2 separate regions of the Columba livia genome follow, and region 2 is linked to region 1. The links are chromatin contacts, called in public Hi-C maps. All regions are on one chromosome and are shown on one strand. The core of a region is the stretch at or near the end of the contact, and the rest is flanking DNA. Distances in the headings are between cores, read along the strand shown.

Evidence for each region. A called contact is a pair of places that touch in the nucleus more often than the background predicts.
Region 2: a contact with region 1 is called in a Hi-C map of crop, with 3 times the contacts expected there. The contact joins the enhancer-like site here to the promoter of PARP1 in region 1. A contact is called at or near these places in 2 of 2 Hi-C or Micro-C datasets (crop and liver).

The regions. Positions count from the first base shown.
Region 1 is chr3:102,727,177-102,731,632 of bColLiv1.pat.W.v2, forward strand. PARP1 (poly(ADP-ribose) polymerase 1) reads right to left here and starts at 2,480. Exons shown (of 23, transcript XM_065058613.1): 1 at 2,257-2,480. The coding sequence starts at 2,376.
Region 2 is chr3:102,946,314-102,951,230 of bColLiv1.pat.W.v2, forward strand. It overlaps LOC110362526 (a long non-coding RNA gene), which reads right to left. Exons shown (of 4, transcript XR_010471655.1): 3 at 1,771-4,917; 4 at 1,036-1,287. Among named protein-coding and RNA genes, the nearest start is that of PSEN2, 4.9 kb to the right of the region's middle. Within about 2 kb of position 1,513, at least 3 of the 3 cell types and tissues checked have an H3K27ac peak away from gene starts, as active enhancers do.

The DNA of each region.
Region 1 (4,456 bases), core at 1,230-3,729:
ACAAACTATGGAAAAAGAAGAGACCATTTCGTTTCCACATTGCACATGCAGATAACAGAAACAGTTTGGGTCCATCCAGAAGCAAAAGTAGAAGCCACGCAGGGCCTCAGTGCCTGCCCCATGCCAAACACCAAGCATCCCACTGTCATTCAGAGCTCCTCACGTGAAAACAACAAAAAAAAGGCAGCTATAGTACAAATAGAACCTAGATAACAACTTGGTCTGGGCCTCCCTTTAACTCCTTCTGCACAATTTGCAAAAGACCTCGGTGCACTGAAGGCCGTGGTGCAGAGGCTGCTCTGCAGGGGATTTCCCCAGAGGAAACAAGGGGCCCGGGTGCTCCGGTGAAATCCGGGCCCTTGTGTGGGAGATGCTCAGGCTATGGAAAGTGCTCTGCTGGCACAAAAACTGGCAGCAGGGAGAGAGCCCTTTCCAGGAGAGATCAAGCAAATTCAAGAGTGTTTGAGAGGAGAAAAAAAAAAAAAAATTAAAAAATCATCAGGGGCTGGTGTAAGTCCAGCAGTTTTGGGGAGATGGTTGGCTAAGACGCAGTGGCTCTGTGATGGATGCTGCAAACCCAGCTGTCCCCCTCCACCTGCCACCAGAATATCACTGAATAAACGCAACCCTACAGAACCACACACACCCATTCTCCCCGGCTCCCTGAGCCAATGCACACTGCAGTCCCTCAGGGCCCAGCCTGAGGAAGGCAAAACTGCCTTGCATCAGCTTAAACTGCTGGAGAAATACAAGACAGGCAGGGATAACAAACGTGAGGGAACCGGAGAAGCAGCAGCCGGAGCAGGGGAGGAGGAGCAGAGCAGACACCGATGGAGGGCAGCAGAAGAAACAAAAGGAGAAGGCAGCCGGAACACGTGCGAGCAAACGCTGCAGCTTGGCACTGCAGGGCCGAACAGCCCTCCCGGGGGACGGAGGCTCTGGGGAACAACAGCAAAAGCGGTATTTCCCCTCCGGGGAACCAGCTCCTGCCTCCAGCCCCGCCAGCCGGGCACTCCCGCGGGGAGCCAAGCCCCGCCAGCCCCGGCCCTTCCTCGGCAGCTCCAAGGGCAGCCTCTCCCGGGGCACAAGCGGCTCTCGGCCGCACAGACCGCTCCGTTCTCCAGAAATGGCTCCTCAGGCGGCTGGCAGCCTCAGCGCCCAACCGCAGCGCTCAGCTCTCGCGTTCGCAGCCCGCGTCCTTGCTACCCTTCCACAAATGCACCTACGCGCGTTCGCCTGTCTTTCACAAGGCACACACACCACCTTCAGCCCGCCGTCCCTCTGCACCACCTGAACGCTGGAGGTACCTTTTCACCCCCCTAGGTAGAACCAGCCCAAGACCCGCCGCCTGGGACGGCAGCTCTTCGCCCTTCCCGAGCGACCTGCTGAGAGCGGCGTTTGCCGATTCCCTCCCCATCTTCCCACAACAGCGTGCGATTTCACGCCAGACAAAACGGCTGCACGGGGCTGTGCACAAATCCCAGCCCTCCGACCCCAGACGGAGCCCTTCCCTTCATTTTGCAAGGAAACGAGCAAGTCGCTTTCCCCAAAAGGCAAATAACTTGAGGACTGCTGACAGCAAAACATGCCTTCGCGTTCAGTCTGCTAATTGCAGTTCGGCTCTCTGTTTCATGTCTGCAATGTGCCAGCCAGCTCTGTAAAAACACCTCTCTGCGGCTGGCAGCCCAAGCCTGCCCGCCAACCCTGCAGCTCTCCGTGCTGGGAGGGGAAAAACATGGGGCTGTTCACGGTCTCTAACGCGTTTCGGGTCTCAGTTTTTCCTGTCTCGTATGCAAAGCGCGCACAGAACGGAGATGTCCCTGACCCGCTACAGCACACCCCGAGTGACAGACGCTCCCCCGGGCACAGAAAAGCCACGGCGCTCGCCTCCCTCCTACGCCCGCCTCCCACTCCGGACAACAAAGAGCCTCTGTGCGCGGCCCCGAGCCGACCCCTCCGCTAAGGCACTTAACGGGGAACTCTGCACCGCGTCACCTCCAGACGCCTCCACAGCCCAGGCCACCGAGCAGCTCCCAGGGGCCGCCCCGGGGCGACGGGCAGGGCTGCTGCGGGGAGCGGCGGGCGAAGGCGCCGCTACTAAAAATAGGCTGCGCTCGCCTCCGCGGCGAGGGAGACAGGCCCGGCCGAGCGGCCCCGGACGGCTGTGGGCGCGGACCCCCGAGCTGGCCCTGCCGCCGATGTGGAGCCCCGCGGTCAGCCCGCCCCCCTGCCGGCCCGGGCCCCGCCACGCGGTACCTGCACCATGAGCGCCAGGCGCAGCGAGTCCTTGGCGATGCTCTCGCCGCACTTCTTGCAGGACGCGCGGCCGCTCTTGGCGTACTCCGCCCGGTACAGCTTCTCCGCCGGCTCCGCCATCGCCGCCGCCGCGGAGCCACCCCGTGCCCCGCGCCCGCCGCCCCGCGCTTTCCCCCGCCCGCGGGACAGCTAGCCGAGCGCCGAGCTCCCAACCCCGCCTCAGCAAGCCGGCCGGATCTGCCGCTCGGGCATCGATTCGGAGCGCCTGCCGGCGCCTGGAACGTTCCGGTGCGCTGCGGTGTATCAATGGGGGGTGGGGAGCGGCGGCGCGTCACGTGGCGCCGGGGTCGCGCTGCCCCTGGGGCGAGGACGGGGTGGAGCCCCATGGCCCCGTCGCACACGGTGCCGCGGCCCGGAGCAGCCGAGGCGGGCACCGGAGCAAGGCTGTCCCCTTCCCCAAAAGAGCCCTCCGGAGACGCGAACAAGGCAGAAGAAAAGGGGCTGCAGAACGGCGACCGGCTCCTCCCGGTGCCGCTTCATCACCCGCCCCCTCGGTCTGAGCTCTCCAGGAGCGGCTGGAGCCGAGGAAGGGGCCGTTAATTAACACCGAGCGAGGCCGCTCCGGGCTCCGCCAGCGCTTCTCGGCCCGCGGCTTTGCGCGGCGTGCGGAGCCCCAGCGGGGGCGAGCAAACATCCCCCCGCTGCGGAAAGGCAGCGCCCAGCAGCCTACCCGGCGCGCCGGGGAGTACGCAGGCGAGTCTCCGGAGAGCCTGCCCGCAGGGACCACCCCGCTGGGGAGCCCCGGGGGTGCAGAGAAACGGCGTGTTTTGTGTGCACACGCGTTGGTGCCGCTGCCTGGCGTAGCTGCTCCAGCCGCGGTAGAGCCCGCCGCAGAAAGCGGTCTGCCTGTGTCCGCAGCCGTCCCGCACACATGTACGGTCTCACTCCCAGCCAGGAGTTTGCTCCCATCCCTGGGGATAACAGTATGTACGGGTGCTGAAGAAAGGAACAAAAAAGCACTTTGATTAGTTAAATCTTGAAATCTTGGCTTTTTTGGTTTTATAGGAGGTAATACCCTCAAGTAGCAGCGGATGGCATTGGTTCTGTAGCTTCGCTGGAGTAAGGAAGAGGAGGGCACTGAAGTTATTGCAAACGCTTCATAAGAGTTTGTCATGACTTTTATTGTGATTCTGGAGTTAGGGTTTAAGTAAAGCAGGATGCTCAGTCCCAGGTGAGCTTCAGACGCCTCGCAGGTATCAGTCGGAGTTGCACAACAGCATCTCAGCAAGCCTGTATGGCCTGAAATGTTAACGCACCTCTAATTTGCACTTTCTGCCTCCCAGTTTGTCACACACTTGCTACAAAAGTACGTGGTGTTTGTCTTCCAAGAGCCTACAGACTAGCAGTGTGCCAGGGACGAAAGGATGTACCCTGAACACATCCCTACTGATTTGGGGAAGGAGGGTAAAAAAAATCTCTGTAAAGCACTAGATGGTGCTGCATCCACACCATCAGATGCAGATGCTTCAAATGCAGAGTCTTCTGCTGTTTCTGATTACTTATTACAGAAGTTCTTGAACCGGATGCCAGCAGTTCAGAGGCAGATCAACACATTTAGTCTCACACAAGAGAAAAGTGAGAGGTCCAGGAGAGCTTACCTAGATGATGTGACCAGGAGCCAGAGGTGGTTCCCTCCCCACGCTGCCCAGCATCTCTGCCAGGGCTTTCCCCATTTTGAAGGTGACTGGCAATGAGGTGGGGAGTTGCATTCACCCATTTCAACAAACCTACCACCAGCCTGCTCCATCAGGTTTTTTGGGAGAAAAGTGAATTATACACAAATAATGTTTGACTCGCAAGAGTTGTCCTGAGTCAAGTCAATGGACTGTTTAACTTGGATCCTGCCTCTCCCAGTGACCATCTGCCAGGAGCTGACATAAGAAAGGCCAAGCGAACAGTACTTGTTCTCCCAAATATTTCCCAGCATCTCGAGATTTGTGGCTCAGGGATTTCCTGCCTGCCATCATCCTGGGGATAATTTTTCTTCCAAGAATATATCCAGTTCCTCTGAAAATACTCATTTGTTTATATGGTATTTATTTATAGGGCTTGAGCAAAAGAGAAATGGCTTCTTGTTAGTGTTTCCTCCAGCTGGGGCCATTTTCACTTCTAAGGAAAAGCAGCCCTATCTAACTACCAA
Region 2 (4,917 bases), core at 263-2,762, 220 kb after region 1:
TTTAAAACAGATACATATTTTTACTGTTATCCCAAATCTGTGTCAGATACATAAGCTCCACATAAACTAAAGGGGTATGAAACCACTCTCAGTTGTGGAAAACCTAAGTGCAACCAAAATTGATCCTTCTCCTAATATTAAACAAACTTAACAAGCAGCTGAGCGTACAATGTGCAAAGGATTCAATTAATCAGAGAAATTTCCATTTAAAATAAACTCCAGCTGGAACAAGAGTACAGTGAAAAGAAACTCAACAGCTTAGCACACAAAGGACAGGCACAGCCTTTGAGAGAAGCCTGTTACACAGAGCTCTGATGCTCCGCTAGTGATGAACACAGCCAAACACACAGTTTATCCGTTTTCCTAGACTGACTTTACGTTGGCAAAAGACAGCTGGCCATGCTTTGATAGGCAGCTGTCTGGGGCTCTGAAGAATTTTACATGTAACTTACTTCTGTGTGCAAAGTGGCTCAAAATAAAGACTACAGGCATAAGGGAGGTGTATCACTTGTCACCAACATTGCACAGAACATTCAAGGAAAATAATGTGATGGCCAACCTGGATTTGGAATCTGCAGAATATTCCATTTTTCCCAATGATATACAGTGGAGAAATTAACTTATTTTGCCTTGCATCTCCTTCATTGCTGTCTTACCCTTCACTTCTTCTGTACGCAAGATCATCACAGATGGCACAAAGCAACAAGGAAGGTAAACCTTTGCTGCCAATACTCCCTGTGTCTGTGCCCGAGATTCTTCTGAAGCAGCAGCAGCAGAGTTTTTACCGTGACTCCAGTTTGTGCCTCTGGCCCCACAGATGATGAGCAAGTGCTACAGAGCTACAAAAATCTTAATTTCACTTGACCGTTGCCTGATAAAGCAATGGGAACAACAGAGGCACGGCAACAGTTTGTGTGCTGACTGAAAAAACATTTTCACTTGTCTACAGAATTCTCGTTTACTGTCTTGCTAGGTTCTTTTAATTTTAAACAAAAAGACACCTAGAAAATACAAATTTCCCACACCCGTAGTAAATAATGTGAAAATGTTTGTAATTTTCCTTTATTCATCCTTCTGATCCATAAACTGGGCAGAGGTCGGGCGCAACTCCGAAAGAACCATTCTTTGGCCATCTCCTCTGGTTTCCCTGTTTACTCCTCCACTCTTCTCCCTTACCTTTTTATTTCAGTCAGGATTTGCACACTCTCATAGCCTTCCCATTACTGAAGGACGTAGATACACATTTAAATGCCTTTTTTAAGCCGGTGGCTTGGCTAGCTACAGGATCTGTAAGAACATAAGTCACAGGTGTAAAGCCAGACATTTTCAAGCAATTAGTGTAAAACTGCCTTTCACCGGCATCGTAAGTGTCCCACGTCCAGCTGTGAAGCCGCAGCCATTAAGCTCTAGGGGAAGCTGAGGGTGTTTCACCAGCTCCCTCCTGTCACCGGGCCCCACACAGCCCGTCCCGCAGCGCCCAGGCACTTAACAGCACCCGGCAGGACGGGCCCGCGGCCGAGCGGAGCCGCCCTTTCCTCGCTGAGGGAGAAGCCCACACCTGACACCGCCGCCCAGCTCCGGGAGCCACGGCTCCTCCCAGGCGCTGCCGCTGCCTGCGGCTAGCCCGCCTGCCCCCGGGGCCCCAGGGACCCGCCACACCGCTCACACCCGCCCCACTATGGCGGCGCAGCCACCGCCTCACCGGCCGCCTCACTGCCGGAGAGAAGCGGCGACGAGAACCGCCTTCCTATTGGCCCTCCTTCTTCTCACCATTCTCTCCCATTGGAGAAGAGTGGCCAGTAGGCGGAGACACCCATCGAGCGACAGCCGCTGTGGCGAATCGGTGGGCGTGCTCGTTTCCCCCGGCCAGCATTGGGGCCAGAGCGTGCCGGAGCCAATGGGCACGGAGAGGAGCCTGTGCCGAGCCGGGAGCAGGTAAACACCGGCGGCCGCGCAGCGTGTCCCGGCCCGGGCTCCGTCCGTGCCCCTGCCGGGCTGCGGGCTCTGGCTGCCCTCCGGACGGGACGGGGCCTGACCGGCGGGGTCTCGGGGCGCCGCGCTGTTGGAGCCGTGTGAAGCCCTTCCGCTGCACGCTGGGGCCCGGGACGGAGGTGGGGGAGGAAGGAGGTCCGGCAGCCTTGCGGGCTCGTTCCGGTGAAAGTTTACATCGATAAATATATATATATATATATATATATATATAGACATATAGCTAGCTAGACATAGATATGCCAATATACAAATATATTTCTATATAGGTGCATATTACGTGTATATATAACATATGTTTTATATGTGTATGTATAGGTAAAATACCCGTATATGTGTTTCTCCTGGGCAGTGGTTCCTGCCCGCAGCCCAGGATTTCATCTGGAAACGCTGCCGGCGATTCCGTGGAACCCCGACTTTTAAGGCTGGGGCAGCTGGGGAGAACGCGTGCATGGGCACAAGGTCTCCTCTGGCCTCCTGCAAAGTCTCTGGCAGGCAGGATTATTGGGTTTTTTGTCCTTTTTTTTTCTTTAGTGCCTGTTGTCTCTCTCTGCCAGCTGCTGTGCATGTGGCCGGGCTGGGTGTGCGCTTGGACAGACAGGGAAGGTGACCTAGCCCCGGTGTGTACACCTGTGTCCTGCTGGGAGCGGGGACAGCGGGGCTCCATGGCTCCGCATGCCCCTGGCTGGCTGCCCCAGGTGCTCGGGTAGGAGATGGGAACCCAGCCCTACACAGGTGTCCTTGGGTGTCCCTGGTGTGTCACCTCCAGCCCCTGCTGGTGCAGATGCTCCTGGCAGTGTTAGCACCACTGCAAGTGGTCCTGTGCGTGGGGTCTGACCCTAGCTTTGAGGTTTCCCTGGTGTAAGTAGATCTGCAGGGCTGTGGTGCCTTTATGCTGTGATAAGGAGTTGGCTGCTAGAGTATTTGATAAGGAGTTGGCTGCTAGAGTAGTTGGGCTCAATGCTGGCAAAATAATCCTTCTGATGCCTTTTTTTTTTTTGGGGGGTGGGATTTCAGCTCTGCCAGCAAAATAACCCTTTGGGGCTCTGTGTTGTGCCTTTCTTGTGGGACAGAAGAAAGCAGTGCTAGTTCAGCTGTGTTGGTGTGCCCTAAAATGGAGAAAGAGGACTACAGAACTCTACAAATTCCTGTAGTATCTTGTCTTTCATTATTTTTGTGTTCTGGGGCTGAAAGCGAATGGCATTTGCAAATTCCTTTTTGACTGCTGAGATGGTGTGTTCCAAGTCCTCTTGTCATTTTAGCAGCATGCACGTTTTGGCTTTATTGGCAAGAACCGGGAAATCTTTTTGGCTCCATCACTTAGAATTTCCTAAAGTTTTTTCTTTGTCTCTGTATTTACCAACAGCAGTGATTGTTACAGCTGAAACTTAGGAGAACATCAGGCTGTCAGTGTCAGCCCAAAGCTTTTTCTTGGTCTAAATATAGAAAAGGAAGACAGATTGTCTTCATCTAATTGCCATCTAAGAGAACAGTATGTATGCGCGGGAATTCTAACTCTTAAGTGGATTATTAAGTATTCTGCCAGCCTATAGCAGCTGTTCTATACTGTATATTTTACTGGTATTATTTGTGATGGATGAAATGCAAAGCAAAGGATTTAGCTTTGTTTGTAGCACAGTGGTGTTGCAGCATGAAATTAAAAGGCAAACCAAGGCTAGGTCCTAATGTTAGTGTGAAATGGCCCAGTTTTATAAAAATCCATTAATCTGCTGAGGAAAGAGGTCACTTGCACGAAGGTCATCTGGACATCTGCTCTCCTGTGGCCTTTGTGAGACTGATATAAAGCAGGAGTTGTATTCCCACCTCAGCTGCCCCACTATAAGCATTTACTACTGACCTAGGTTTGTCTCCTTTCATTTTTGCTGTACAGTTTTGAGAGTTTGGTCTTTTGGCTCTTACATTGTATGATTTTTGAATGAGACCTAATGGTTTGAATCCATCCATGGGCAAAGAGAACTTTTCCTGATACTGTGCAAGCCTACTGGGTCAGTTTGATAATGGTCTGACACATTTTTTCCATTTCTTCGTTTACTGTATTTGCTAGACCGTGCTCTATAACTTTCTGTGAATATAGACAGAGCCTATGTTTCCTTCCAGCCCAAAAGCTCCTCCAGTTGCTATAGCCAGAAAGGAAACATGCTCATCTCAGCTCTCTGTGCTTTTATCTTCTGAACTGTCCTTCCCCCTTTTCAGCCCAGACTAAGAAAACACAATCAGTATGCATTTATGTATTTGGTGTTGTGCACAGGTAGGAAAGAAGGTTCCTGTGCTTTCTGTTATGGGGTATCCAGTGTCCTTAGGAGGCAGAAATCATCTCTGCAAGGTCCCTTCCTTTAGTTTAAGCTGTGAAATGATAGCAGAAGACAGTGTGGCTTTATAACACCTCCATCTTGCTTGCCTGGTGCTGTGTGGCTTCCTCTCTGTTCAGCATGCAAGCACCCAGGGCAGAGGCTTTCTCTTCTTCACCCCTGCTCAGCCCAAAGGCTGATGTACTGGGTACGTGGGCATGAGTGACCAGGCTGGTCCTTCCTCCCCTGAAGGACAGGCTGCTTAAACCAAAGCTCCCTCTGGCAGCCAGCTCAGCCTTGGTGACAGTTCAAAGTGCAGCTCTGATCAGTCAATAGTGGCGTTAGACAAACTCCCTGGTGGGCCCACTGTGGGGCAGAGAGAGGGGGGACCAGTGGTCCTGCCTCTGTAAACTCTATGTCAAAGACCCCTGCCTGGCTCAGACCTGCACCGTTGCAGACCTGAGGTGAGGGAGGTCTTGTCTGGGAGCGAGCAGGGGGCTTGCCACCATAGGGCTTGACCCTTCTGGAAGGGGGATGGCCCAGCACTCCCCTTCCCTCCTGTGGACACTGGGGCTGCTCGCATAGCCGGCCTGGGAGCTGGTCCTGCTGGAGCCTGGCT